Regions from separate parts of the Mus musculus genome. Here all the other regions are linked to region 4. A link is a contact called in public capture Hi-C and promoter capture Hi-C data. All regions are on one chromosome and are shown on one strand. The core of a region is the stretch at or near the end of the contact, and the rest is flanking DNA. Distances in the headings are between cores, read along the strand shown. Region 1 holds the start of Agtrap (angiotensin II, type I receptor-associated protein). Region 2 holds the start of Tardbp (TAR DNA binding protein). Region 3 holds the start of Cep104 (centrosomal protein 104). Region 4 holds the start of Vamp3 (vesicle-associated membrane protein 3). Region 5 holds the start of Lrrc47 (leucine rich repeat containing 47). Region 6 holds the start of Exosc10 (exosome component 10). Region 7 holds the start of Fbxo6 (F-box protein 6).

What was found. Promoter capture Hi-C pulls out the DNA fragments that hold promoters and counts their contacts. Capture Hi-C pulls out chosen DNA fragments and counts their contacts.
Region 1: a contact with region 4 is called in a promoter capture Hi-C map of adipose tissue, with 2.7 times the contacts expected there. The contact joins the promoter of Agtrap here to the promoter of Vamp3 in region 4. A contact is called at or near these places in 2 of 39 promoter capture datasets (liver and pre-B cells), 1 of 115 datasets of contacts at active chromatin or transcription factors (bone marrow-derived dendritic cells) and 1 of 9 other capture datasets (adipose tissue).
Region 2: a contact with region 4 is called in a promoter capture Hi-C map of pre-B cells, with 3 times the contacts expected there. The contact joins the promoter of Tardbp here to the promoter of Vamp3 in region 4. A contact is called at or near these places in 5 of 39 promoter capture datasets (cranial neural crest, fetal liver, liver and 2 more) and 2 of 9 other capture datasets (adipose tissue and liver).
Region 3: a promoter capture Hi-C map of liver shows a contact between it and region 4, with 4 times the contacts expected there. The contact joins the promoter of Cep104 here to the promoter of Vamp3 in region 4. A contact is called at or near these places in 5 of 39 promoter capture datasets (the C10 cell line, hematopoietic stem and progenitor cells, liver and 1 more), 1 of 484 Hi-C or Micro-C datasets (pre-B cells), 2 of 115 datasets of contacts at active chromatin or transcription factors (bone marrow-derived macrophages and extraembryonic endoderm stem cells) and 1 of 9 other capture datasets (liver).
Region 5: a contact with region 4 is called in a capture Hi-C map of embryonic stem cells, with 6 times the contacts expected there. The contact joins the promoter of Lrrc47 here to the promoter of Vamp3 in region 4. A contact is called at or near these places in 1 of 39 promoter capture datasets (the C10 cell line), 1 of 115 datasets of contacts at active chromatin or transcription factors (astrocytes) and 1 of 9 other capture datasets (embryonic stem cells).
Region 6: a contact with region 4 is called in a promoter capture Hi-C map of pre-B cells, with 2.3 times the contacts expected there. The contact joins the promoter of Exosc10 here to the promoter of Vamp3 in region 4. A contact is called at or near these places in 2 of 39 promoter capture datasets (liver and pre-B cells) and 1 of 9 other capture datasets (liver).
Region 7: a promoter capture Hi-C map of liver shows a contact between it and region 4, with 2.9 times the contacts expected there. The contact joins the promoter of Fbxo6 here to the promoter of Vamp3 in region 4. A contact is called at or near these places in 3 of 39 promoter capture datasets (the C10 cell line, liver and pre-B cells), 4 of 484 Hi-C or Micro-C datasets (CD4 T cells, CD8 T cells, double positive thymocytes and 1 more), 1 of 115 datasets of contacts at active chromatin or transcription factors (large pre-B cells) and 3 of 9 other capture datasets (adipose tissue, liver and macrophages).

The regions. Positions count from the first base shown.
Region 1 is chr4:148,085,956-148,089,805 of GRCm38.p6, reverse strand. It overlaps Agtrap (angiotensin II, type I receptor-associated protein), which reads left to right and starts at 1,742. Exons shown (of 5, transcript NM_009642.5): 1 at 1,742-1,889. The coding sequence starts at 1,863.
Region 2 is chr4:148,625,376-148,629,638 of GRCm38.p6, reverse strand. It overlaps Tardbp (TAR DNA binding protein), which reads left to right and starts at 2,643. Exons shown (of 6, transcript NM_145556.4): 1 at 2,643-2,958; 2 at 4,263.
Region 3 is chr4:153,974,311-153,978,055 of GRCm38.p6, reverse strand. Cep104 (centrosomal protein 104) reads right to left here and starts at 2,495. Exons shown (of 22, transcript NM_177673.2): 1 at 2,459-2,495. It overlaps Dffb (DNA fragmentation factor, beta subunit), which reads left to right and starts at 2,975. Exons shown (of 7, transcript NM_007859.4): 1 at 2,975-3,189; 2 at 3,361-3,487. The coding sequence starts at 3,067.
Region 4 is chr4:151,056,449-151,060,289 of GRCm38.p6, reverse strand. Vamp3 (vesicle-associated membrane protein 3) reads left to right here and starts at 2,337. Exons shown (of 5, transcript NM_009498.4): 1 at 2,337-2,416. The coding sequence starts at 2,415. It overlaps Gm38529, which reads right to left. Exons shown (of 2, transcript XM_017320565.2): 2 at 1,234-3,841. The coding sequence starts at 2,849. The coding sequence ends at 2,280. Camta1 (calmodulin binding transcription activator 1) reads left to right here. Exons shown (of 24, transcript NM_001081557.3): 24 at 1-767.
Region 5 is chr4:154,010,464-154,014,532 of GRCm38.p6, reverse strand. It overlaps Lrrc47 (leucine rich repeat containing 47), which reads right to left and starts at 2,730. Exons shown (of 7, transcript NM_201226.1): 1 at 2,097-2,730. The coding sequence starts at 2,717. Gm31566 (a long non-coding RNA gene) reads left to right here and starts at 3,272. Exons shown (of 8, transcript XR_391010.4): 1 at 3,272-4,069.
Region 6 is chr4:148,556,763-148,560,499 of GRCm38.p6, reverse strand. Exosc10 (exosome component 10) reads right to left here and starts at 2,081. Exons shown (of 25, transcript NM_016699.3): 1 at 1,922-2,081; 2 at 816-952. The coding sequence starts at 2,032. It overlaps Mtor (mechanistic target of rapamycin kinase), which reads right to left. Exons shown (of 58, transcript NM_020009.2): 58 at 2,815-3,655. The coding sequence ends at 3,640.
Region 7 is chr4:148,150,601-148,154,305 of GRCm38.p6, reverse strand. Fbxo6 (F-box protein 6) reads left to right here and starts at 2,277. Exons shown (of 6, transcript NM_001163706.1): 1 at 2,277-2,364. Fbxo44 (F-box protein 44) reads left to right here. Exons shown (of 6, transcript NM_173401.5): 6 at 662-1,507. The coding sequence ends at 805.

The DNA.
Region 1 (3,850 bases), core at 493-2,992, 3.0 Mb after region 4:
AATAAACATCACAGGATATATTGCCATACAGGTATGGAAACAACTTGCTACTGTATATAATTTTTATAACAGTTAAATAAACTTATGCAATAAACCATAATTAGACCCAGGTAAAGGCACATGCCTGCTATCCCAGCCCTTGGGAGGATAGAACAGGAAACTCTCAAGTTCAAGGCCAGCCTGGACATCACAGAAATACTCTGCCTAGAAACAAAATCAGAATAGCTGTCCATTACAATGGCAGACTTGTAGTTCGCCTTCCTTGGGGACTGAGGGTTGTGCCTTCAAATGGGCTATTAAATTAGGTCTGCCCCGCCCCAACTTCTCTCATCTTCCCAGAAGAAAAGTCCTATCTGGGGATCTGTGACCTAGATGTCATCTTGTGTCCACTCAGGGGGTCTCATGGGTTCCCATATGGCTTCTATTCTTCTGGAGTCACACCCACCAGCCCAGGCTGGGCAGCTCCCGCCTCCTGAGAGCTCTCAGCATGTCTGAAGGCTCAGCAGGGGAGACTTCCTGTTAATTGTCCTGACTGAATGTCTTCCAACTTTTGCTATGTTGGGCAAGTGGACTCCAAGTGGCTGGCTCCTCATATATTGGTGGTACTAGAGCTTGTGTGCATCAGCCACTGACACCCGGCACAGCTCTGATCATTTGGAACTTTACCTAGGCTATGCTGGTACTGTAAACAGATGCTGGTAAACAGATGCTATAACACTGAGCCCTGACCCCCTCATTTTTGGACAAAGTCTCACTGTTGCCCAGGTTGGCTTTAAACTGCTGGGCTCTAGAGTCCTCCAGCCTCTCCTTCCCTTGTGGTGGGGGCTATTCAGCCATCAGCTGGAAAGCCCCTTTCTTGACTTCAGGTCCTGTCTCCCTTTCCTTACCCTGGCTTCAGAACCCAGGATGGAAGGAGAACCATCCACACTCTCGCCTCCCCACTCATGTTGTGGCATGCATCCACCCACCCCACTAAGTAGATCAATAAGACATAAACACGGTCTTACTTTATAAGCCAGGCAGGCTTTGATATCATTATATCTTTGCCTCGACTTCCCCTTCCTTCCTTTCTTTTTAATGTATTCTATGAAATTCTCTTGAAATCCAATAAGCTTGGAAGGAAAATTTAATACAGTAAGAACAGAGCTTCGATTTTTTTTTCAGATTTATTTATTTTTGTCTTGTGTATACGAATGTCTCACCTGCCTGTGTGTGTATATGCACTTGTGTCTGGAGCCTGCGGAGGACAAAAGAGGGTGGTTGTATCACAAGTACATGATTGTGAGCCGGCATGTGGGTTCTGGGAACCCAAGCCTAGAAAAAGTAGTAACATGTGCTCTTAATCACGGAATCCTCTCCAACCCTCACTTTTTATCTTTATGGACATGAATTCATTCACTGATCCTCACAAAGATGATGAGGTAGGCACTGTTCTAATTCTTGTGCAAGGGAAGTAAGAGAGGAGAGAGGATGTTCTGGGCAGACACCAACTGTTACCACACCCGCAGTTTCTGCCCGCTTGCCCCAGGCTCCTCTGGCTGTAGGTCGTCCCACCACCTCACCTCGATCCCACTTAGGCAGCCCGTTGAGCCCCTAGGCTGCAGAAATCCCGACCTCCTGGCTTGAAGCACAGGAGCTGGTAGAGGCCTAGGCAGTAGTAGTAGCAGGAGCCTGAGCCTAGCAGCAAGAGCAGCTGCCTGACGCCGTCTCCTAGCAACCGGCTGCAGTCACGTGGCCGCGCGAGTTGGCCTCCCGCCGTTGGAACTGGCGCAACGCGACGGGCGGGGCCAGGAAGTTTGTTCCCGAGTTCGGAGCCCAGGAGTCCCCGCGGCCGTCGCTCAGGTGCCCTCCGCCGGGTCGGGATGGAGCTGCCTGCCGTGAACTTGAAGGTGGCCGCGCGGCCGGGGCGGGCGGGGGTCCAGGAACCTGGGGAACGGAGTCGGAGCAGAAGGGAAGGTCCAGAGCCCCGGGGAGGAGGCGGCGGACACGGAGAGGGACACCTGGGGACAGAGACGGACAGGGCCGCCCCTCCCGGACAGACCCAGGCTGGCACGGGCACCGGACCGCCCGGGCCTGCGCTCCTGGTGTCCCCCACAGCAGGACAGGGACATCTATCCTTCTGAGAGGTCAGTGCAGTTCGGGGGGGGGGGTCTGTCTGAGTGCTGGCTCAAGTTAGGAGAAATCCGCTGTCCCCAAACAATTGCTTCTCCCTAATTTCCACATGCAGCGTCCTTATTTCATAATTAAGAAGCAGGAACTTAAGAGGTTTCCTAAAATCAAAAACCCCAGAGGCTACTTTGAGCTCCGGGCAGCGGGGCTGCGTAGGATGTCTTCATTTCCTAAGTTCTTTTTCTCTCTCAGCCCTCCTCATTTGCAACAGAGGTGCTGGCCACTTAGCTTCGGCCAGAACCGTGTGGACCTGGAAGTAAACCGGCCATCTTGGGCCTTTGGTGCCAGCTCCGTGAAACCCTAAGACTCCCAGGTGTTAAGCCATTTAGCACCCTTTGGTGTCTGAGAGGAAAGGGCCGGAAGATAGAGGTGCTTTGGAGCAGTTGTGTGATTTCATATGGGCTGGGCTGTGACTTGCTCTGGCCGGTTTCCCATTCCTAAACTGCTGGCTAGCAGCAGGAGGGAGATTGGAGCAAAGGAATGGGCTTGAGCGATCCATTATCTAGGGACAGAATTACAGGCAGGACTTGGAGGCAGTCTGGAGGTCAGGCTCTGCCTTATTCTGCTGGAATAATTACGAGGACAGCACAAGTCTCAATGGTAGAACATTTGAGTAGCCCACCCCAGGCCTGGGGTTCCATCCCAGGACCACACACTAACAAATAATAATAAAACGCAGGAACAGGTGAGAAAAATGTGATGTTTATGGGCTGATATGTTTTATTCATTTGAGTCAGGGTCTCGTGTACTAACTTACTGTGTAGCCTTGAACTTACTGTGTACCTGAGGATTGCCACAAACTTCTGATCCTCCTGCCTCCACCTCTCCAGTGCCAGGATTACACAGTAGTGGCGATGAAACCCAGGGCTTCCTGCAGGATAAGGAAACACTCCACCAACCGAGCCGTATCCCCAACCTGTGTTGCTTGTTTTTCTTAGTCTCCGTCCTCCGCTGAAAAAGCTGAAGCTGTACTCTGTCGTTTTTGTTTAGAGTTGGGGGACTTGCTATCTAGCTCTGGCTGGCCTGGAACTCACTATAGAAATCAGGCTGTCTTTGAATTGACAAGAGATCTGCTTGCTTTTGCCTCCTGAGTGCTAGGATTAAAGGTGTGCACCACCATACCTGACCTAGAGAAGCCGTGTTCTTTTATCGGGGTGCAAACTTCAGCTTAGATCATACGAGGAAATTGTCCGAGTCTCCCAAGAAATAAGTGGTACAGTCAGGATTCGAACCCCCAAAGACTCAGCTCCAGTGGTTTGCATTTCCTGGTATTGTTGCTTTGGGCTAACTTTGGTTTTGATGGCCTACATCGTCTTTTAGAACCTGATAGGTACAGTGTATCCATCACAAATGTAAGATAGCAGGCTTTCCAGCCCAGCATACAAACACTAGGCCCTCCACTGAGATCATGTGTGCTTTGCAGGCTTTGAAGGGCAGTGCCCAGGCTAGGGGTTGTGAAGTAACACCCAGTCACTTTTGGGCTTCGCATCAAGGACAAAGTCGTACCATGTGTCTCAGGATTGGGGACACACTGAATCATTCACAATCTGAAATTCAGAATGAGGCTGGGTGTTGTGTTATTTTGTCTGCAAGATCTGGTGTCCCTATGGGAGGCAGCTGGGACACCATTGGCTGCCCCTTTCAGTCCACCCTCTCTGTCTTTTAAAAAGACACCAGCTCT
Region 2 (4,263 bases), core at 1,394-3,893, 2.4 Mb after region 4:
AACAAATAACACCGATGAGGTGTAACCCACCCGTTACAAAGGCAGATAAATGACGGCTGCCGAATATTCCAGCCCAACCAAGACCCTTTCTTAAAAAGCAAGTAAAAGAGAGATGGCCCTGCCAGGTGGCACACACCTTGAATCCCAGCACTCGGGAGGCAGAGGCAGGTGGATTTCTGAGTTGGAGGCCAGTCTGGTCTACAAAGTGAGTTCCAGGACAACCAGGGCTATACAGAGAAATCCTGTCTTGAAAAACCAAAAAAAAAAAAAAAAGAGAGAGAGAGAGAGAGAGAGACAGACAGAGAGAGACAGACAGAGAGAGAGATGGCTCAGTGGTTAAGAGCACTGCCTGCCCTTCCACAGGACCTGGGTTCAATTACCAGCACCCACATGGCAGCTCACAAGCATGTATAACTCTAGGGTATCCAACACCCTCTCCTGGGCTCTGTTAGCATCAGGCATGCCCACAGTGCACAGACATACATGCAGGCAAAACACCCACACATGATAAGAAAAAAAAAAAAAAACAAACCTTAAAACTTATAATGCTCCCCTCACAGGTGGGGTGCGGTGTATCACACCTCTAATACCAGTACGCTAGAATAGAAACAACAGCAAAGACCAGCATGGGCTATGCATTAAGTTGGAGGCCAGCGGGAGCCACATGAGACTCTGACCCAAAAAGAAAAATAATAATTAAATAAAAACCCAATATGGTCTAGCCAGATGTGGAGGCATAGATACACCTTTCATCCCAGCACTTGGAAAGTGGAGGCAGGCAGAGCTCTCTGAGTTCCAGGGCAGCTGTAATGATGCATATCTATAGTTCCCGAAGTCTGGAGACCTGCCTGGGGGAAAGACTGATTTGAAGGTCAACCTGGAATATACAGTAGGACCCTGTCTAAAAAAAAAAAAAAAGATAGCTGGTGCCAGCTAGATGGCTCACAGAAAAACTCACACAGAGCAGGTTTGGTTTCCCACAGAGACGTGAACACAGAAAATAAATAAAAAATGCAAGCTGGGCGTGGTGGCGCACGCCTTTAATCCCAGCACTCGGGAGGCAGAGACAGGCGGATTTCTGAGTTTGAAGCCAGCCTGGTCTACAAAGTGAGTTCCACGACAGCCAGGGCTACACAGAGAAACCTTTTCTCGAAAAACCAAAAAAAAAAAAAAAAAAAAAAAAAAAAATCAAAAAAAAAAAATGCAATCATCCTTTTAAACTACTGTTAAAGTTCTTGACTTTTCCAGGCATGGTAGCACAGGTCTGTAATCCCGGACAGTCAGGAGGCCAGGCCCAGGCTCTGCTGTATGAAACCTTGTCTTAGGAGACAAACAAAAAACCATTTTGGTGACTCACACCTGTAATCCCAACACTGAAGGCGCAGATTCAGGAAAGGCATAGCAAATCTGAGGCCAGCCTGGTCTACACAGTAAGTTCTAAGCCAGCCAAAGACTACGCAGAAATCCTGTTTTGTTTGTTTGTTTGTTAAGTTCAAAACCAAAAAGTAAATAATGCTGGGTGGAAGGACTCATGCCTATAATCCCAGCACTCAGATGGTTGAGGCAGGAGGACAGGCCAGGAGTTCCTGGCCAGCCTGGGCTCTAATGGAAGTTAGGGGCTAGACATTAACATCTGTTCTTCCAATGCCATCTTCTTACAAGGTAGCTGTGAGGAGGAAATGAATTCATTTATAAACTTAAAGTGGGAAGGCTTGGCCTGATGGTGATCTGCAATCCTACCCCATTCCTCCCAGAAGGGAGGCAGAGGCAGGAGGAACCCAGCAAGCTCAAGGCCAGCCTGTTCTGTACAGCAAGACCCAGTTTCAGTAAATAAAGCAACTGTGTAAAACCTTTGTGCCTAAGCTTTGAATCTGATACACCAAGAAATTCCAACCCTGAGTAAAGAGTCTACATCTGCTGCTTGGTGGTAGAGCTAGCCTTCAGCCTTTTTAAAGTTATACTAGGACTCGTCAACTGGAACCGAAATACTGAAACATCCAAGTAGTTTTTTGCTGTAGGATTCAGACCCTAGTGGGGCCTCTTTCTCATGGTGACTTCATGCAAGGTACTCAACTCTGTGCCTCAGTTTCTTCACTTATTGAAAGAGGAGAGAGTATCACGACTATCGTGTAGACTGCTAGGGCAGCATCCACACTTGGCAGCCTTGATGAGTTAAAGGACAGCCTGGGCTACACAGTGACTTTGAGATCCCTGTCTCTAAAACAGTATCTGATGGCTAAGCCCAAGGTCAATGGGAAGACACTTGCCTGCCATTCACAAGATTCTGGTTTGTTTTTCTCCCCCTAGAGCCAGAGAGTGCTAAAAGGTACTTGATACAAAATAGTACTTAGAACAGGGACCATTTTGCAGATCAAAGTTAATGTTTCCACGTTGGAAATTAACGAGCAAAGGCAGAAGACATTTAAGAGTCGCCTTTAGACTAGGAACCCAGGGTTCCCAGGGATTCCCCCCCAAGCCCTTACGCGTTCAGTCGCAGGCTCCGCCCCCTTTCCCTCCTAGCCCCGCCCCTGCCGCCCCAGTCCCGGCCTGCGCTAGTCTCGCGCATTCTCGGCGCGCGCGAGCTCCTCGACTAGGGCCGGCCGTTGGTCAGGCGAAGCCATCTACCGCGTTACGTAGGGGGACTCGGAAGGCCGAGTGGCCGTTCTGTCCTTCATCTGTCAGTTTTTCAGACCCAGCTGTTTTCATTGTTGCGTTTCTTTACTTTTTTCTATACGCCGAAGAGCCTGCTAGCATCCGAGCCTCTGGGAGGAGAGAGCGCCTGTGGCTTCCCTCGGAGAGCGCCCCTCCTGCAGGGAAGCCAGTGGGAGAGGCCGAAGGCGGGCGAGGGCGGGAGGCGGCCCTAGCGCCATTTTGTGGGCACGGAGCGGTAGCGCGGCTGTTGTCGGATTCCTTCCCGTCTGTGCTTCCTCCTTGTGCTTCCTAGCAGTGGCCTAGCGGGTAGGTTGGTCGCCAAGGCCGGCCTGCGTGCCTCGAGTGTTGCTTCGGAGAGGCCCGGTGCGGCCTGCGCCGCGGGGAGGGAGCGGTAGAGCGGGGCCTGGTTGGCCTCGCGCAGCCGCGTCGTTAAGGCCTAAGCGCGGGCAGTAGCCGGAGCGGGACGCCGGGCCTCTGCTTGGCTGTGAAGCCACGGGCGGAAGTGTGTGGCCGCCCCGGGTTTCCAGGCGTCCTAGTCCCTGTAGATTGTCGCTTTTGAGAATAACTGTTGTCACCATGGGACTTGGACCTCCGCGGGCCCCACCCTGGGCCCAGTTGAAAGGGGGGGAAAATCATCAACGTTGTCTGTCGCGCACGGCCTTCTGGGAAGCGGCGGCCTACCTCCCGGAGTAGCCGTCGTTGCTCCCTCGACGCCTAACTTTAGCCAGACCTTTCCGAGGATGAGCACCAGAACTGCTAGATAACTGTTCTGATGTCGGTGTTCGTGCTCCACCAGCACAGGGAGGGTTCCTCAGATCCCAATGCTTGGCTGGTTTTTTCCACGTTAAAGCACGTGCTAAACCCGATTCAGGTCCAGGCTATAGAAGAAACTTAATTCAGAATGGTTACGAAATACGGTAGCCTGTAATCTGTGCGCTCCAGGTAAGAAATGACGAGTGCAAGAAAAAAAATCGGGGCAGATACTTAGTTCTTTAACACCTTGTTTTTGTCTGGCTTTGTAGCCAACGGGCCACATGGTAACACTGTTGCCATTTTAGCACCGGAAGCTTATAGTGTGCGCTGAGAAAATAGAACTGGCGGGCAGAGCGCCACATGAACACCGGTTTTCCCTGTGGCTGCCCCGGAACTCAGTAGACTAGGCCAGCCTCGAACTCAAAAAGATCTGCCTGCCTCAAGAGTGCTGAGATTAAAGGCGTGGGTTATCGTGCTCGACAAAAATCACATTTTTTTTTAAAGATTTATTTTATTAATATATGTAAGTACACTGTAGCTGTCTTCAGACACTCCAGAAGAGGGAGTCAGATCTTGTTGCGGATGGTTGTGAGCCACCATGTGGTTGCTGGGATTTGAACTCTGGACCTTCTGAAGAGCAGTCGGGTGCTCTTACCCACTGAGCCATCTCAACAGCCCCCAAAATCACATTTTTATTTTAGAAAATACCTTTTCTCTATTTTTTTTTCAGGGATGGCAAAAGAAACATTTTAGGTAGCAGGAATCTTTTCAGGAAGTGGGAATAAAGTGGTGTGATAATAGCCAATTATGAAAAGATAACTCCTCTGATTTTCTTGCTCATTTCTTTTTCCTTTAAGA
Region 3 (3,745 bases), core at 1,246-3,745, 2.9 Mb before region 4:
CTGCAAGCTAAGTTGCCAAGCTGAGGAGAGATATGGCCAAGCTTGAGGGAGCTTGAGGAAGAACAACCGGCTGAAAAATTCTTTCACTGTGACTTTTCAGGGAATGGCCCTGTATCCTACCTCTCACCCTTGTCATCTGGAGGATGTGATGCTGTGATCCTAGCTCACCCCTCTCATCTGGAGGTTGTGGTGCTGTGATGTCTGCTTTACTGCCCCCTGCTCTCCATGTTGAAAAACAATAGAGTGAGCTTGGCTATGGCAACTCTGTACTTCCCTCCAACCCTGGCTGGGGCCTGCTGGGGCAAGCTTTCCTAGGCTTGGACAGTCCATGAATCCCATACCCCTACACAGTGAGGTTTATGAATGGGAACATACGTATGTGTTGCCCAGAAGAAACTCAACCTCAGGACTATCTAGAGACCACAGCAAAGGAGATTTCTCCCCACAGAGGCTCCTAGCACTGGAATCCAGAGCTGCCGAGGCCAACAGCAGTGGAGGGCCTGCCCAAGTGGAGCTAACTTTGGGCGGCAGCACTGACAGAGAGCAGCAACACACAGGTCCTCAGATGTGATCATACTGAGAGCCCAAAGTGCTTATGGCCCCTTGGTTACTTCTTAGTTACCAAGCCAATCAAACACTTGCTAAGCAAGATGCTGAAGTAAACCATCAGAAGAAAAACCACTGCTCCTAACACGGAACAAAGAAGTCCATTGGAAGTTTCTTGGAATAAGATACAACATTGAAATACTCTATAGACTCTGACATCCAAACTATCCCACAGGAAATCCGGCTCATGTGAACACACTTGATGTGTAATCTAGATCTTTCTCTTCCACTGGATTTGAAAAGGACCATCCCAAGAATCAATGCCTGTCTGGCATTTGCTGGTGTTTTGGGGTATGTATGTATTAAATTATTAAGAGTTAGAATGGCAAGTCACTGTTAAAGATGCTACATGAGTTCCCTGTGGCTGTAACGGCAGCAGAGTAGAGGAGACTGACCCAGAAAATAGCGGAGAGCAGTGATAAGCATAGCTGGGTGACTTGGCATGCTTCTCCTTTAATCTGTGAGGCTACACTCCTAGTTCACACAGGTTCTGAACCCCGAGCTGATCTCCCTCAACCACCATCCTCCCCTTTAGCACAAGAGGGCAGCACGGTATGAAGGATTACTGGATTCCACCCTTCTTCCTTATCTCTATTCCAGATGGGTACAACTGCCCGTTCAACCTATGCTCCTGTCAAGACAAACATTCTTTAAATCCAACTTTGATCACCCCTCTCCAGGTCTTAATTTTAAAACCCTAGGCAGCCCCATTGTAGGAGTAGAAGTGCTAATTATGACCGGACACCTTGTTTCCCCAGTCTCCATTCTTGTCTTGGATTTTTTTTTTGTTTGTTTTTATTTTTGGGACAGAGTCTCTTATTTAGGCCTGACTGGCCTAGAACTTGTTATGTAGTCTAGACTGGCCTCAAACTCACAGAGATTCTCCTGCCTCTGCATCCCAAGTACTAGGATTAAAGGTATGTGACACTATGCCCGGTTATGACTTGAATTCTAGAGAATAGTCAAATCTAACGAACTTCTCCAGTGCCTTGACCAGACCCTGTGTCTTCAAGAGCCCGTGTCAGGTGTGGTAGTGCATGCCTTTGATCCCAGAACTTGGAGGATCTCGGAGTTTGAGGTCAGTATGGTCTATATGTAGTAGTTCTAGGGCTACACAGTGAGACAGTCTCAAAAAAAAAAAAAAAAAAACAAAAACCAAAAAACAAGCAAGCAAACAAACAAACAAACAAAAATCAGGTCTGTCTACCTCGTCTCTGTGGTGCATAGAACAGAATGTTAACAGCAGATACAAGTGTATGCCCAATAAAACTAAAACAAAGTACGGGTACTGAAGATCCCTGCAGGAGGGCTGTGGGGGCAGCGTGGCCAAAACACTGGGGCCTCAATAAGGACATCTACAAAATGTACATTTTCAGCCGATGCACTCACTGGAGCCCTTCCACCTCCTGTTCCTTCCCGCCTCACAAAGCCCACCACAGATCTGGATCTGTGCAATGCTGTGTTACTAGCTGGTTACCACAGGCGGCTGGTGTTCCAGCTGCCACTAGGGCAGCCACAGCCAGCAGTGTCAATTGACATTTACCCTAGCATTGCTTATAAACTAAGCCCCAACTCTTCTATTTTTGGTTATGAACTTACCCTGTCATCTTTCCAACCAGAAACCCGAACTCAATGTAGCAACTTCCAAACATTTTGTTACAAGGATATGAAAAGTGTTTCCAGTTTTCTTTTCAAGAAAACGTAAATGTTACAATATTAAGTAATGATCTGGGGCCAAGTAATTTTAAGGACTGAGAGTGCTTTAGAGAATCTTAACGCTTAAAAAGCACAACAAACCAAACCCAGCGAACAAACAAAACCCCCAAACGACACGGATCGAAGTGTAGCCTACCCGGAGCCAGAGCTACAGTCTTTAGTCTCGTGGCAACTGCTCCTGTTCAGTAACGCATGCAGACGAGGACAAGGCGGGGCTCGAATCCGATTCCGGACACGAAGGCTGAGATGCGCTGCAGGGAGGCCTGGAACAGGCACTGGCCGCGCAGTCCCTCCAAGGCCAGGTGTCAGGGAGCCTCCGCCCCGGGTGCCTGCCGAAGACCGAGGCCACGCAGGGTCACAGAGCGCCGCGGAAACGACCAGGCGGGGCCGCTGCGATGTCGGCCTCCGCTATCTTCGGAGGGGTCTCGGTCCAGCCGCCCCCACCCCGGGCCTCTGAGGAGGGCAGCAGAGGAGCAGCCCGGGCTGCCTCTGCCCAGGGCCCGGGCCGCAGCTGCGCTCCCATAGCAACCAGGCCGGCCCGCGCGGTACGCCTGCGCGTCCGCCCGCCGGCGCCTGCGTGCGCATCCAGGCCTCGAGGATTCTGGCTGGGGACAGGTCCTGCAGTCGGACGTTTCCGGTTGCACCTACCTACGTAGAGAAAAGAGTTCCGGGCCGCGTCTACGCACCACAGTTCCGGGCAGGAACGTTACAAGTCCAGTGTCGCTACGGTACCGCAGCCCTGCAATGTGCGCGGTGCTCCGCCAACCCAAATGCGTCAAGTTGCGAGCCCTACATAGCGCCTGCAAGTTCGGCGTGGCGGCCCGGAGCTGCCAGGAGCTGCTGCGTAAGGGCTGCGTCCGCTTCCAGGTGGGTCTTGCATTCCGGGCAAGCACTGCGCGGCGGGCACCTTGGCTTCCACCCCTACGATTTCCATCCTCTTGGGTGGGCTTGGACAGGCGCTAGGCTTCTACAGTACGCAGAGCTGGCTGTCTGGAAGCCAAGACTGTTGTGGGACAAGCTGATCTTCTTGTCCTCCAGCTCCCGATGCCCGGTTCCCGGCTGTGCCTGTACGAAGATGGCACGGAGGTGACGGACGACTGCTTCCCGGGCCTTCCCAACGACGCTGAGCTCCTATTGCTCACCGCTGGCGAGACCTGGCATGGCTGTGAGTAGGAACACTTTGGAGATGGGAGGGACCTACACGGTTTAAAGCCTCGTCGAGGGGCCCGGGCAGGAACCCAGAAGATCTGGTTAAAGGCTCTGAATGCCAAAAGCTTTTGCTGAAGAACTTTGATTTTAATTTTGAAACTGCCAAGGGCAAGGGAAGGATTGAGACTGGGGTCGGTGCTGCTGTGCTGTGCTGTGCTGTGCTGTGGTGTGCTGTGCTGTGCTGTGGTGTGCTGTGCTGTGCTGTGCTGTGCTG
Region 4 (3,841 bases), core at 1,088-3,587:
TACATTTACTCCATTGCTTATGGTTCAGATGACCAATCATTTGACCAGAGCAATGACCTCAGTGGATTTGCTTCAACCCTCACATTTATTTTTTAGTGTTTCACATGCCACATTAGCTGAATATGTTAGAAAACTCTGGAAGATAAAGACTTACATAGAATTAGGAAGTTCTTATGGAGGAGATAGAAGTAGGGTCAAAACCTACCAGTACAACTGTGAATTCTAGGTGAGGTCGAAGCATACTTCCACTGACACAAAGCATTTATGACCACCTTTTTTGATTGTAACTCTTAATTTTGAATATAAGGTGATAGGCGCAGCTTTCTTGGATAATCTGAATTCCCAAGTGCCAGGAGTAGGATTTCATGATAAAATTAATAGCTAATCTTATTCTGTCTCCTGAAGATTTAATTGCTATCCTTGTTACCCATTCAAAATCAGCTGTACTGTGTGAATGAAATAAAGACATTAAGATGAACCCCTTTCTGGCTGCACGGTCGCTTATGGCAGTTCCACACAGTAGTTGGCGCCCAACGGGGGGTCCCTGAGACTTGCATGTAAAACTAGTCTAGATGTCTCCTTTTTTGTAAGTTTTATTTTTGTAATTGTGCATGTAAAGCATCATTGAGTCAATGGATCTGTTGAAGAACTCAGCTGCTGGAAACCATGCAAAATGTTTTGAATTGCCCTTAAAAATATGGAAAATGTTTTCTGAATGCTTTATATTCTTTCTGCTGTAAATTAAAAATGAAGAAAATTTCCCCATATTATCTGTGTTTTGCTTTAACCTGATCTGAAATCCAAGGTGTTGACAGTGAGGTCATAGTTAGAACTGGAAGTATTATTTTACTTTCCACATGCAGTGTTCTCCCACCCAGCCTTTCACTTAGAGCCACTTTCCCAAAGCACTTCCTTTCTACCTACCTTGCCTGGTTCCTTAACACATCGATTTATTTTAAATGCAGTTACTTGGAAGATAAGGATCTCAATTTTAAATTAACCTTTCTCATGTAGCTCAGAGTACCCATGAATTCCCAACGCTTAAGCTTAAGGGTGACATTGAACCTCTTAACCTTTTACCTAAAAGCTTTCGTTGCGATTATGGGTGTGCTAACAGCCTGGGTCTACGTGGTTCTGGGGATCAAACCCAGGGCTGCATATTAGACAAGCACTCTGCCAACTAAGTACACTCTTTAGCTCTACTAGGTAGTTGGCTGGGTTGTGTGTGTGTGGTTTTTGTGTGTGTTTTTTTTTTTTTTAAGACCCTTTCCAGCTTACCTCACAAGGCCTCCCTGCTAGGTATTCTTCGTCACTGTTCCAGTCCTCTTGGCTGTAGAGTTCTGTTATCTCTCTGGTAGGACTTCACTTCTGATCTACCTCAGAACTAGTGCCAGTTTCACACTCTGAACCTCCCACCAGGAGCCCACTGCATTTTCTGTTCACTGTTTAAGCCCGGCCCCACACTCTCCATTTCCTCCTATCCAGAATGGTTTTTATAACTACTACTCAACCTAGTACCCACTGGTGTGGCGCTCTTTAATTGCAACACACACCTTTGGGAGTTACCATGCTGAAGTGGAAAAATACCTTAGTGTATTTCATTGAGTGAATCCACCAACGGAGTTTATTTAGTCTGTTTTAGACCTTGTTGGGATTCTTTTCCACATAACTACTCACCCCCGTTGAACAAAAATTGAGTGTCGTCTCCGCAAGGGCCAGGGAATTACAGAAATGAAGAACCTTACAGTTCTCTAAGCCAAGGCTCCCTTTAGGGATTTAATATCCGTGCAATGGCAAATATTTGTCATGTGAGAACCTGAGAGGAGACTTCTCCCAAATCCTGTGGCCAAGACTCCACATGGACTTCCTACTGCCTCTTTCTCAGAAAAGAACTTTGTCTCCTCAGGACCACTAGATTATTCTGGAACGTTAGGCACGTCCGCTGTTTCTAACATGAGAGACAAGGTATGCGGGCTCACAGTAATGTAAAACGTACCCATTCTCACTCTAAACTGCCTTTCCAGGGCTAGAGACAGGGCAGCAGAGACACTGCAGGGAGCTGCTGTGATTCCTTGGCGGCGAAGAGCCCAGCCCAAAGGCGCAGGCGCCGCGCTCTAGCCCCGCCCACTTGTCCACCGAGAACGCCCGCCCACTCGTCAGCGCCGGCGCTACTTCAGCGCAAGCTCTGGCCCCTCCCACTCCGCTCTGCTCCGAGGTGACAGCCCGCGCTGCGCCCGGCTCGATTCCTATCCCGCCCATTTCCGGCGCGCCCCTGGCGACTAAGAGCGCGTCGCGGGTTCCGGTCCGGCCACCGCTCGTGACGTCACCACGGCCCCGCCCATCTCCTCAGCCTCGGTTGCCTGCAGCGCGAGTCCGTCGACCCTCGGCCATTCGCCGCCGCCACCGCCGCCAAAATGTGAGTGACGCGCTGCGCTGAGAGGCGAGGCGGGCTCCGGGGATGGTGGCCCACTCCTGCGACCCGCTTCAGGCGCGGTGGCCGCTGCTTGACACTCGGACTCGAGTGGAGGCCTCGCAGGCCTACGCGCGGAGTCCCGGGGCCTGAGGTGGGCAGCGGCCCCGCGGTGCACCCTGTCCCCGGACGCTGCGGGACGAGTCGTGGCGCCGCGACGTCCCCGAGTGCCCCGCGGACGGCGGGCAGACGCGGAAGGACGGGGGTGGGGACACCGCCTGACCGAGGAAGCGGCCGCCACACCCCGCGGCTCCTTCCTCGCGAGGGGCGGGAGCGAGCGTGAACGCTCACTCTGTGCGCGGGGTGCGCCCGGCAGGAGCGGGAGACCTGAGGTGGCCGGGAGCCCGTCGTAGGCCAGCGTTTGGCGCTCCCGACGCATCTGGGCAATGGGTTTCTCTTCCGTTTTAAGCCAGCACACTCTGGTTTTAAAATTGGTTTCTAATTGCAACCTTCAGCCAGAATTGTTGTCACCACTTAAGATGTACCTGGTCAGACTGCTGAGCAAATGGCAGTGTCCGGTCCACACTCAAGAGGATTAAATTGGTTCAGTTCAGCCAGCCGCATGTTCAGCCTAAGTTTTAATAAGATGGGAAGGATCGTAGTATCCTCTTTAGTGATATTAGACTTTAAAGAGAGAAAAAATAAATAACATGGATAGTGCTTCCAGAGCACGGTCCTTACCTGTTTAATTTTCGGACCCTGAGTTATGTGAGACAGCCATCAGTGATGTGTCCTTGGTGGTAGACACAGTGCAAACTTTAAAAAGTGCTGTGAGTCAACCCTAGAGTGACAGTTGTGTAGGAAGGCAAAAATTGGAAGCTGTTTTAGATACAAGAGTTTAATGGAGGCAATAAGGACTTAAAAACCAGAGTACTTGTGAAAAGTGGGGATGAGTGAAAATCCAGACTCACTGAACCTATGAGAGATGAATGACTTTCCAACAGAGACAGTTGCTTCAGCCTCCTTCCCGTTCATACAGACCCCCTCCATGCACTTTGAACCTATTTCTTCATATTGTCTGTTCTGTGATTGTTCCTAATTATCAGCCACAACAAAAAGATCAGGAGTCTACTTTAAACATCTGTGTGTCTTAAAGCAAGTTTAAAAAAAAAAAAAACCCACACTTTATTGACATAGAACAGATCTTGTTAAATATTTGTTTCAGACTTTTATCACTATCAAGTGATACAGTCTTAAGAATTATTGAGGGGTTATAAAAACATATTAGTGCCTTTATTTTTTACCTTGGGACTTTTAAGAAATAACTGCAGTGTAAGGAGTTAAGACTGCGTCCCACCATAACAGTTTATACACACAAACAGGCCATGGTATACTTGAGAGCAAAGGACACTTGAGAGCAGAGAACAACCT
Region 5 (4,069 bases), core at 1,481-3,980, 3.0 Mb before region 4:
CTCAGATGAGTCTGGGTCTCAGATCTGTACCCCATGCCACGCCCAACACCAGGTCTTCACAGATCCACTTCCACTGGAGGCAGAGCCTACCCTTTCAGGACCTATCTGGTTCCCAAGTAACTACTCTGAGGACCACTGTGACATTATCAGGAACCAAGTAAGGGGGGGCGGTGTCTGAGCCAGACTAGCAAACTTTCTTCCCAACCCTGTGAGGTCACCAGCCCAGAGGACCTAGCTCTCCAAAAGCATGACCGATGACATGGGCCTTATTTGACAGTAGGTCTGCAACAGCCTGTCTGTAATTCTGTGGATTCTGAGCTTCTGTACTCCCTTGAAGGACTTCTGTGAAAATGCCCTCCCTTGACTACAGTGGGATCAAAACACACTTGTCAAACACTGGGTTGAATGACATGCTTCTGCTCCCACTGTTAAGATGCAATCTACTGAAGACCTGGGGGAGAAATACGCAGAAGGGGGCAGCGGTGGGGCTGAGCCTCAGAAAGAGCCCTTAGGGAGGGGATCTTCCAGGGATACCATCTGACAAGGGCGGGTCAGAGCAGGAAGCAACAATCCCAATGCCAGTTGAGCATCTCCCTGGGGCCCTGTGAGGACAGCAGCAAAGGTGAAGAGTGAGTCGAAGAGAGGCAGGTGGGTCTTGCCACACAGAGACACAGGGTGAAGCGTCCTGGTGAGAAAGGTGATGCTTGCCCATGTTTACCCAGCCCTCAGTGCCTAGAGCGGCAACCTTGTCATGGGAGTGGGGCCAGGGTCCAAGGTGTGATGGGCAAGCACAGACGTGAAGCCTTTTGGGCCCTCCGGGGGGAGGGGGGGAGAGGCAATACCACCAAAAGGTGAAGCAGGGCGGATGTGCCAGCCTCCTCCCAGTGCCCACGGGACTGCTGTGCTTGGCCGGCTGTATGCCTTGCAGGGTATATACGCTCAACACCTTACATCAGAACTTCCAGGAGAACACAAACCCCAGCCAGTACAGTGACAACCAGGGCTGCCTCTGCTGGGAAAGGGATCACAGCATGGTGGTGAGGGCCAAGTGAGACACATGCAAGGGGCTTCAGTCTCAGAAACCACAGCACGTCAATGGCTGATACAAAGACATGCACCATATTGAACAGTCATCAGCCTTCTGGCAAACCAATATATCTACTACATAGGAAGGCAGAACAGTGTACAGCCTGTGTCATACCCAAGCCATGGGGACACCTGTAACATAGAGGGCCAAGGTACCTCAGGGAGTATCATCTTGTAGACTCGCTGGCCTATCTCTCCACACCCCCACCCCGAGAAAGCAAGAGCGAGAGCGAGGAGGGAGGGACAGGTGTCTTAATTAAACACACACACACACACACACACACACACACACACACGAATACTAGCAAGGTGAGCTCTGATCTCTCAAGAGCAAATTTCCTTGCCAATCCATCATTAGGAAAGGGCTGCATAAACTCAAGGATGAGAAGACACACAGGCTGGCGCTACCAAGAATACAAAGGGTAGGGGGTGTGATGGAGGGGGTGTGGTAGGGGAACTGACATGGCCAGATGACAGGACTGGACTGTGGAGATCCTAGAGTGGAGTCAGGTCAGGTTGTGGCTTTGCATCTTCTGCCTTCTCACCCCTCACTCAACACACAATGAGCACCTGGTGGGCGTCAGGCACAACGGGAGCCTGGGACCACAAAGAAGCCAATCTCTTACACAAGGCAGCCCCGAAGAAAACTCTAGGTGTGCTGTTGGCTTTGGGTAAGCACTTCGGCTCTCTATAAAACGGAAGCCATGATCCCGCCCACTGAAGGCTGTTGTTATGCGTGATTTTGTGCCTTGTCTGGACGCTCCGCCATTTGGAAACCCAATCAGTTACGCACACGCACACACGCGCGCCACACCTGGCTCTCTGCTCTTGAATTTCTTCCCACATGAGAAGTCTAACATTGATAGCAACTTTTAAACTGCCACACGTCCAGAGACCTCTGAGCTCGCAGGTCTGAGAACTGAGAGGAGACGGACCGGTTGCGGGGGCAAAGACATCCTCCAAGGAGGGACAGCAGGGCGCGCGTCTCCCTCCCCTCGGGTCCCACTGACCTTGAGCGAGGCAAGATGCGCGATGTCTGGGCTGAGCTCCCGCAGGCAGTTGTCGGCAGCTGCCAGCTCACTGAGCAGGGGCAGAGCTCCTGGCCGGAAGAGCTCGGGGGGAAAGGCGTCCAGGCGGTTGCCGGTGAGATTGAGGCTCTGCAGGCGAGGGGCGCAGCGCGCCAGGTCGGCGGGCAGCTCGCGCAGGCGGTTGCCGCTGAGGTTGAGGCTCTGCAGCTGCGGTAGTCCGGGGGGCTCGGCGGGGCCCAGGCCCTCGCCGGGCGGCAGCGTCTCCAACGCGTTGCCGGACAGGTCGAGGACGCGCAGCGCGGGCAGCGGCCCCAGCTCGGGGCTCAGGCCCGGCCCCAGCGCGTTGCGCCGCAGCACCAGGCTGTGCAGCTGCGGGAGGCCCTGCGCGAGGCCGGGCCCCGGCGCGCGCAGGCTGCCGCAGCCGCTCACCTCCAGGTAGTGCAGCAGCGGCAGCGTGAAGAGCCGCGGCGGAAGCCGCCCGCCCGCCGCCTTCACCCGCTCCTCCAGCCCGGGCCCGGTCAGCAGCAGCTCGCGCCGCCGCTCGCGCTCGGCCAGCTCCAGCTCCGGCCAGGCCTCGGACACGGCCATCGCCGCCGCCGCCATCGCGCCGCCCGTGCGCCGCTTCCGGAGTGCGGCGCCACACTTCCGGCGGGAGCCGGAAATGACCATAGAGAGAACACGCGCTCGCCAGAGAGTCTGGACGCAAGGGGTTTGTGGGACGGGTGTGTGGGGCGGCTCTGTTTTTAGCCTCAGCTTCACACTGGCTGTGTAGTGTGGCTGCGTGGAGTCCCACAGGTTAGGTGGTCACCTTTCCCACCCCCCAGATACCAACTAAAGACACGATTATTCTGGGGTTGTAGCTTAGTTAGTAGAGCGCTTGTTTGGCATACATGAAGCTCTGTTTGATTCCCAGCACAGTGTAAATGGGGCATGGTGGTGCACACACCTGTCATCCCAAGCGCTCAGCTGGTCGAGGGTTAAGGTTAAGGAAGGAATTCACTAGCCGGGCAGTGGTGCCTTTAATCCCAGCACTTGGGAGGCAGAGGCAAGTGGATTTCTGAGGCCAGCCTGGTCTACAGAGTGAGTTCCAGGACAGCCAGGGCTATACTGAGAAGCCCTGTCTCGAAAAACAAAACAAAACAAAACACAAACAAAGGAGCTTGACTTTATAGCAAGTTTGAGGTCAACCTGGGCGACTGAGACCATATTTAAAAAATAATAAAACAGGCAACAAGAAAGATTTAATTAATATGGTATACTGGAACAAGGGGGAAAAAAAGATAAAGGGCTCCAGAGCGCCCCCGTCCCCAGGTTTGTCTTCAAGGTACATAAGCCTTGGGACAGGCAACAAGAGGTAGTCCAGTTGGTAGAAACATGTCAGCCTAAGGCTCAATCCCCAGTACTGGGGGTTGGAGCAGTCCCGGGCCAGGGTGTGATCCAACCACCTTATGTTTTGGTTTTGTAAGGTAGTCGCAGAGGTTGAAGTTGTTTTATCTTCGGTCTTCCTTAGAAGACAGAGCTAACACGTTTCCATAGGTACTAATTAATGCTCCAGGATGAGGCCCTGTGGTTAGAAGTAATGGGCCAGGACAAACTCACTGCATTGCAACTGGAATGCACTTGGCATTAAGATAGTATAGAAGGCAGGCACATCTGTGGAGCCTGGATTATGATTAATAATCTTATTTGTGGCTTGCTAGGAACTATGCAGGAAAACCCAGCCAGGGTGACTGGGGGCAGGAGACACTTGTGGTGCTTATGGCTCAGGATGGCTGCAGTTATGTAGAGCATAACCCATGCAAATAGGAAGGCCCCACACACCATCACGGGTCTTTAAAAGAGAAGCAGGAGAGAAGGGAGCAGAAAGATGAACAGTGACAGCTTCAGACTGGAGTTGCTACAGAGACAGCCACAGAGATTTGGAAAAGACAAGCAAATGGATTCTCCGCCAGGAA
Region 6 (3,737 bases), core at 832-3,331, 2.5 Mb after region 4:
TTGCAGAAGCTTGCTCGCTCCATCCTGAGAGTCGCAGGGGTTCAATTCATGCTGTCAGGCTTAGAATTAGGTGACTTTTGCCTACTGAATCATCTTGCTGGCCCCTAATTTATTTTTAACGATCATAGATCATGCTGGCTGTGATGGCGCACATATCTATTTTAGCACTCAAGAGGTAGGGAAAGGTTGATCTCTAAGATTTTCAAGGCCAGCTTGGTCTACATAGCAAGTTCCAGGCTAGCCCGGGCTCCATGTATGCTCTCTTAACAACCAGAGGCCATGCGATTATCCTATGTTCACTGGCCTTTAGCAGTGCTTTTTTTTTTTGTTTGTTTTGTTTTTTTGTGGTTGGTTGGTACCGGAATTCAGACCCAGAAACCCAACCATTCTCATTACTTCCCAACCGCTGAGGTATGTGACCCTCAGGAAAATCTTTTCTTTCTTCCTTTCTTCCTCTTTCTTTCTTTCTTTCTTTCTTTCTTTCTTTCTTTCTTTCTTTCTTTCTTTCTTTCTCTCTCTCTCTCTCTCTCTCTCTCTCTCTCTCTCTCTCTCTCTCTCTCTCTCTCTCTCTCTCTCTCTTCTCTCTCTCTCTCTCTCTCTCTCTAAGATTTATTTATTTATTATAGGTGAGTACACTGTAGCTGTCTTCAGACACACCAGAAGAGGGCATTGGATCTCATTACAGATGGTTGTGAGCCACCACGTGGTTGGTTGCTGGGATTTGAACTCTGGACCTTTGGAAGAACAGTTAGTGCTCTTAACCGCTCAGCCATCTCTCCAGCCCCTCTTTCTTTCAATCAACGTAATAAACTTACCACTGCAGTAACCTGTCTCCTTGTGTCTCACAGAATGCCTGGAAGGCAGGGAAACTTCTGTAAAAATCATACTCGTCACCGAACTGTGGCAGGCCCCCGGATGCCTTGGTAACTGCCACTACCGACCCAAGTGCAAACTGAAAATCCAGAGAAAAAGACACATTTTAGACACGGATTCCTGTCCATTCAACAGAAATAAATAAAAAAAAAAAACCTCACAAGAGCTGGAGAGACTCAGTGTTAAAAGAGCGCTTAGCACTTCTCTTACAGGACCTGGGTTAGGATGGGCTCAGACATACAGAGATCCGCCTGCCTCTGCCTCCCAAGTGCTGGGATTAAAGGTGTGCACCACTCCCACCCCACTCAGATGACCATTTTATATCCAGTGCTTTCGATAAGACTGTTGTGAGGTAGTTAAGGGTAAACAATCAGAAGCAGCTGTCGTTGATAAATAATGGGTCACAGACCCACCAATACCCTGCCTGCTTACATTATGATTCATAACGGTAGCAAAATTACTGTTACAAATTAGCGACGAAAATAATATATTTTTTTAAACTAACAAGAGGATCGCAATTTACTTTGAAGTTAATGTCTACATAGATTGCTTGCAGCAAGGCCATCAATGAAAATGATCTTACGGTTGGGGGACCCCGGCAGATGGGAGGTGTGAAGGCCTAATGACAGCATCATGAATTTTGTGAACAAAGACTTTAAATAAATTAAAAAAAAAAAAACTCTATGCTCCTTCTCAAGAGGTCCTTTGACACTTGGAGAGGCTTGATGTCACCCGTGACGGGGGACAGTCAACCCACGAGATTGGGGTAACGGACGTCAGGGCAGCAGCGGGGTGAGCAATGGGAGGGAGCGTCTCCCAGCTGTCGGGCCCCTCGGGAGAGGTAGTGACAAGGACGCCCCTCCGAGGCCGCGGACACGGCTCGACACGCGAAGCCACACGCGCTCACACCGGAAGCGCGGAGCCCTCCTCTCCCGCTCTCCGTGCGCGCCGTCAGGCCGCCGTGACGGGCGCCGGAAGCCCGTAGCCTCAGACCCGTTTCCGGCCAGAACAGGGGGCTCCTGGGGAGCCCCAGGGCCCGCGAACTCACCTTTACGAAGCTGTCTGCATCGGGGAAGCCAGGCAGTACCATCTCCGCGTCAGGCTTGGTCGCACTGGTCGCCGGCGCGGACTGATGCTCCCGGGGACTGGGAGGCGCCATTTTTCCGTCCTAGGGCGGCTCTTCTCGCGAGATTGTTCCGGCTGCCCGAGGCGGGCGTAACACGCATGCGCGCGGTTAAATCCTCCCCCCACCCCTCACCAAGTAGCGTAGCTTTGTGGGTCTTGCCTTAACGATGGGGAAATTTAGGCTTTTCTTTGATTTCACGCTGTATCCTAACAAACCTGTGGCCTCGCCTGAGAACTGGAGGGAGGGTACAATCAAAATCACATTTAAAGCTAGCTCTTCACCTCCGATCCGCCTGCCTCATCCACTCAAGTGCTGGGATTAAAGACGTGCAAAACCACGTTAGGATTGGGTTTTTCCAATTTGTTTAAAACATTGGGCGAGGGAGGGAAGGGAGGTTTTGAAGCAGTTAAGAACACTCGCTGTTTTTTTTTAAAGAGGACCACAGCACGCAGGCTTGAAGTTCATGACCACTTGTAACTCCAGTTCCAAGGGAGCAGATGACTTCAACTGGCTGACATGGGCACCCATACACATACATACATGTGCCATACTGATAAAGTGACACGCCTATGTGTGTGTGTGTGTATGTATGTATGTATGTATGTATGTATGTATGTATGTATGTATTCTCGTTTATTATGACAGGGTTTTCTGTGTAGTCCTGAAACTCAAGAGACCCATGGTTGCCTGTCTAGTGCTGGAATGTAATGGTGTTAGCTCCTGTGCCTGTTAGTCAGTGGCTCACCACTGAGTTTAATCCAAAGCCCAATAACAGAATTTACAAAATGATGAACAGAAAGCCAGTCATACACATATATGCTTTTAAAATTCTGATGTCATTTATTGGCACAAAATTTACTCAGATACAACGTGGTGTCTAGATGTGGCTTTACTTTATACTTTGTGTATTTAGTTGGATATTTACTTTGCTTATAACTCACAACCTGCTCTAGTGTGTCCCTCTGTGATCAGCATTTATGTTCTGAGTCCCTGCTGCAAATACAGCATATCCCTCCCTCACTGAACACAGTAGAGCCAGTGTGGCCCCGCATGGAGATCCTTGGCACACCTGCTCATGCCCGGTGGCCAGGCTTCTGAACAAATGTCCTCCTGGAAGGGCAGGTCTTGTGAGTTTCAGCATCGTGGGGTCAGGCGGAAGACAGACTCTCTTAGCCATGTTGGCCCATCCTGCAAATGTCGCCACTGCATCCAGGGACGGGTGAGGTAACAGGATAGTGGAGTGCCGACCTCTGTGTCCTTGCCGTTGGAGCCCCTGGTTGAGAGGACCAACTGGATTATTCTGTCAGCAATGTTTATGATGAGTTTTCTTGTAAGTTAAGTCAAAACCCGTATTTCTCAGTTACCCATCTTCTGTTCTCCCAAAATCCAAGGCTTGGCTTCTGAAGGATTACTGTGTTTCACTGTCCTGGGAACTGAATCAAGCCTTGTGTTTCTGACAGTGTCTTTTCAACAGCAGCTAGGAGGTTGGCGGAAGCCAACTTTGAATATACAGTAGTTCTTTTCATATACATTTCAAAATATTTAACAAGTCCAACTGTCTGTCCATGGTTTTAGTCCACTGGAAGCACAGACAAGGTACTAAAGCCTGGGAGGAGACGACGTGGTTTTCCAGGCCTCAGTTACCAGAAGGGACACCTAGGAAGGTGACAGAAAGGGGACGGTCAGTCAGAGCCCCGTGGGACTCAGTCAGTATCACTAGTCAAGGGCTAACGGGCCT
Region 7 (3,705 bases), core at 1,028-3,527, 2.9 Mb after region 4:
GTGTGTGTCGCTCTACAGGGCAAGTACTTTACTGAACTACAGCTCTTTTGTTGTCTTCTGATAGGGTCCCTCTAGGATCCTAGGTAGCCAGGGATGACCTTGAACTTGTGACCCTCCGGCCTTCACCTCCTGAATGCTAGAATGAAAGGTGTGTACCATCATGGTGCTGGGGATGAAACCTAGGGCTTCCAGCAGGCTACACAAGCACTTTTGATAAATCTCCCCCCACCCCCAGCTCTGTCCCTCTGTTCTTCTCGAAAAAGATTTATTTTTATTTTACGCATATAAGTGGTTTTTCCTGTGTGCCTAGAAGGCCAGAAGAGGGCTTCAGCTCTCCTGGAACTGGAGTTACAGATGGTTGTAAACTGCCCTGCAGGTGCTGAAAATGGAACCTTGGTCCTCTACAAGAGCAGTCAATGCTCCTAGATATGGAGTCATCTCTCCAGTCCCCCTGAGTTTGTTTTTGGAGACAGATCTTTTTTGTTGTTGTTTTTTTTGTTTTCTGTTTTGTTTTGTTTTTTGTTTTTTCCGAGACAGGGTTTCTCTGTATAGCCCTGGCTGTCCTGGAACTAACTCTGTAGACCAGGCCGGCCTCGAACTCAGTGGAGACAGATCTTACAGAGTAGACCTGACTGCTCCCCTCTGTCTGCCCCTGCCTCAGGTTTCACACACATTCTCCAACTATCCTCCCGGCGTCCGCTACATCTGGTTTCAGCACGGAGGCGTGGACACTCACTACTGGGCCGGCTGGTACGGCCCGAGAGTCACAAACAGCAGCATCACCATCGGGCCCCCGCTGCCCTGATGCCTCCTGAGCCCCAGTCCTCAGAGCCCTAATTAGTAAACAGTCAGAAAGGGCCAGGCTTGGGAAGGGGAGGTGGAAACTCCCAGACCTCATTGTTAGCCTTTGCCCCCAGCTGCCTGTGTGTGGAGTTTCTAATGTCTGGGCCACCCTCCTCTCTAGCTCTCCAGCAAAGCTGCCCCTCTAAGGGTGCAGTGCCTGAGGATAGGCAGATACAACAGGTCTCCATACTTCTCATGCTTGCCTAGACCTGTTTCTACCCCTGACCTCTCTCCTTGTTCTCCTCAAGGGCCCTGGAGAGCAGGGACAGACAACATATCTGACAGGCTTGGGGACTGCCTTTAATGATGTCATAAGGCAGATCTAGGATAGAAGGCTCTGCTGGCCAGTCCTTAGCCTGGTGGTCAGCTGCTGTACGCTCTCTGCTTTGGCTTTAAAGTCAGGCCTGGTACCAGATAGGCAGGATCAGACTATCTTTGTCATCCTACCAATGAGTGCAGGACTCCCCAGAAGACTCCGGATGAGAGGCCAGATGAGGGGTAGGATGGACCAGGGTTTTGAGTGGAAGGACCTGGCCAAGTCCTCTGTGGCTTGAAGATGCCCCAGCCCCATCGGTGGGAGCGTCAATTCACACACTACCCCCTTGACCCTAGCACCACTCCATCCCTCCTGTTACATAGCCAAATAAAATGTTTCCAGCCTCTGTGTGCCCTGCGGCTTTTGGAGGGGAGGGTTGGTTCATGGACAATCCTGCCTGGCCCTAGAGAGGCAGGAGTGTGGCTGCAGTCCATGCTATAAAGAGGGGTTGAGCATTTCAGGAGTGTGGCCATGGCATCCCCCAGCTTAAGGGGCAGAGCCCTCAGCCCTATAGCCCTCATGCCCGGGAGTGCAATCCAAGGTGGCCATGCCAGGCTCTGCAGTCACCTTGACGAGAACTTTACTGATTTTTTGGTTGAGCCCAGCACGCAACAGATGCACAATGCTTGTCAAAGTTAATTATCTCACTCCAAAATAGAATAGATGGGTTAAGCTAGGATGGCTGACCTCCTGCCTTGAAACTCCACTTTCACTTGATAAATGCTTTGTGAGTTAATTTTCACTAGGACCAGAATCCTCAGAGAAACCCAGAAAGAGGTTGGACACGGAGTGGTGGCTCAGGCATTTAATCCCAGCCTCAGGAGGCAGATGCTAGTGGATCTCTTGTGTGTTCAAGGCCAGCCTGGTCTACAGAGTGAGCTCCTGGATAAATAGACTTAGTCTCAAGAAAACAAAACCAAAAACCAAACAAACAAAGCCAGAGGAGGTACAGCTCTGCCCCTCCCCATGGGTGGGGCAGATCCAGTCGCCTGTCTGGTAGGGACTAGATTCTAAGTAGCGCTTCCTTCGCTGGAGGAGGAAGCAGGCCCGAGGTGGGAGCAAGCTGCTGAACCGCTTGTCGCCTGGAGGGGGAGACGGAAGCCGGGGAAGCCCGGCCAGTGGAGCAGCAGCTTGGTGAGGGGGGGGGGGGATCCTAGAGCTCCGAGCTCACCATCTTCGCACCGACGCGGAAGGCCCGCTGGTCGGTGCGTGACGCCAGTGGGAAGACGGGGCGGGGCGAGGTGACAGAGGACCGGGTCGCCGAGGTCCAGGCCCAAGGCCCTGGAGAGCTGAGGCCCCCCTTCCTCCGGTGCCCAGGTCGCGGCCGCTGGGCAGCGGGGACCGCGAGTGGCCGGCGGGAGGGTGGGGCCGGGCGCAGGTCACGCGCTCGTGGGGAGACTTGGGAGGGGTGCGGCAGGTGCTCTCGAGTCCGGCGCCGGGACGCGGGGACGCCGGGCCTGCTGTAGGCACGCGAGGGTCCCGGACGGTGGCGACACCGGCTTCTCCTTGGGACGCCGGGCTTCAGGCGCTAGGGTAGGACGTCCGCTCGTGACCCAGCCGCAGCCTGGTGTGGATTTTACCCCTAAGGCACACCAGGGGCACTGTAGTCTCCCTGGCAAGGTGGCTTGTTTTGGGGGGGGAGAGTGACACTGGAGTGGAATGCCATCAGGACCACGGCAGGGGGAGACCCCCCACTCGGGACACAGTGACTCACCCGTGTAGGCAGCTTTTAGGAGTTGCCGACATCTTTTAATGCGCATAGTTTAAGATTGTTGTTGGTTGTCCTTTCCTTAGGATGGAGCCCAGGGCCTCCCAAGTGTTAGATAAGCATGCTACCACCCGGCAGCACCTCCCCCACCCCCACCCCCACCCCACCCCCGTGAGGGGGAGACATTTCTGCTCCTTCTGCCTGGAAGTTCACAGTCCTTCTAAATGAGTCATTGCCAGCCTTATTTACTTTTACTTTGTATTTTGAGACGAGCAAAATTGATTAGGCTGGGACAAAAAGTTCAAACTTTCCACCGAGTATCTGGGACTGTGAGGGCGTGCCTCCACTCAGGTTTGTTGTTTGGGCTTTTCTTTTCTTTCTTTCTTTTTTTTTTTTTTTTAAATCTTTTTTGTTTGTTTTATGAGACAGGGTTTCTCTGTGTAGCCCTGGCTCTCCTGGAACTCACTCTGTAGACCAGGCTGGCCTCAAACTCAGAAATCCTCCTGACTCTGCCTCCCAAGTGCTAGGATTAAAGGCGTGTGCACCACCACTGCGGGTTTATCATTTTGTATTTTGACACAGGACGTTTAAAAAACTGTAAGCATTTGAAAGACCCTGCCCCTCCCTAGCTAAGAATTTAAGCTGGCCCCATGTGATCCCTTTCCTTCGTGTAGTAAATATTCCGGAGAGCCAGAGTGTATTCACCCTCTTGTGTGCTCAGACAGAAGCCCCCAGAAGACCACCAGCTTCCAGGAAAGGCTCTGAAAATTCTGAGAATGCTACAGTTTGTTTCCCTGAAAGCGGGTGGGGAGGCTTAGGCTCATTTGAGTGACAACAT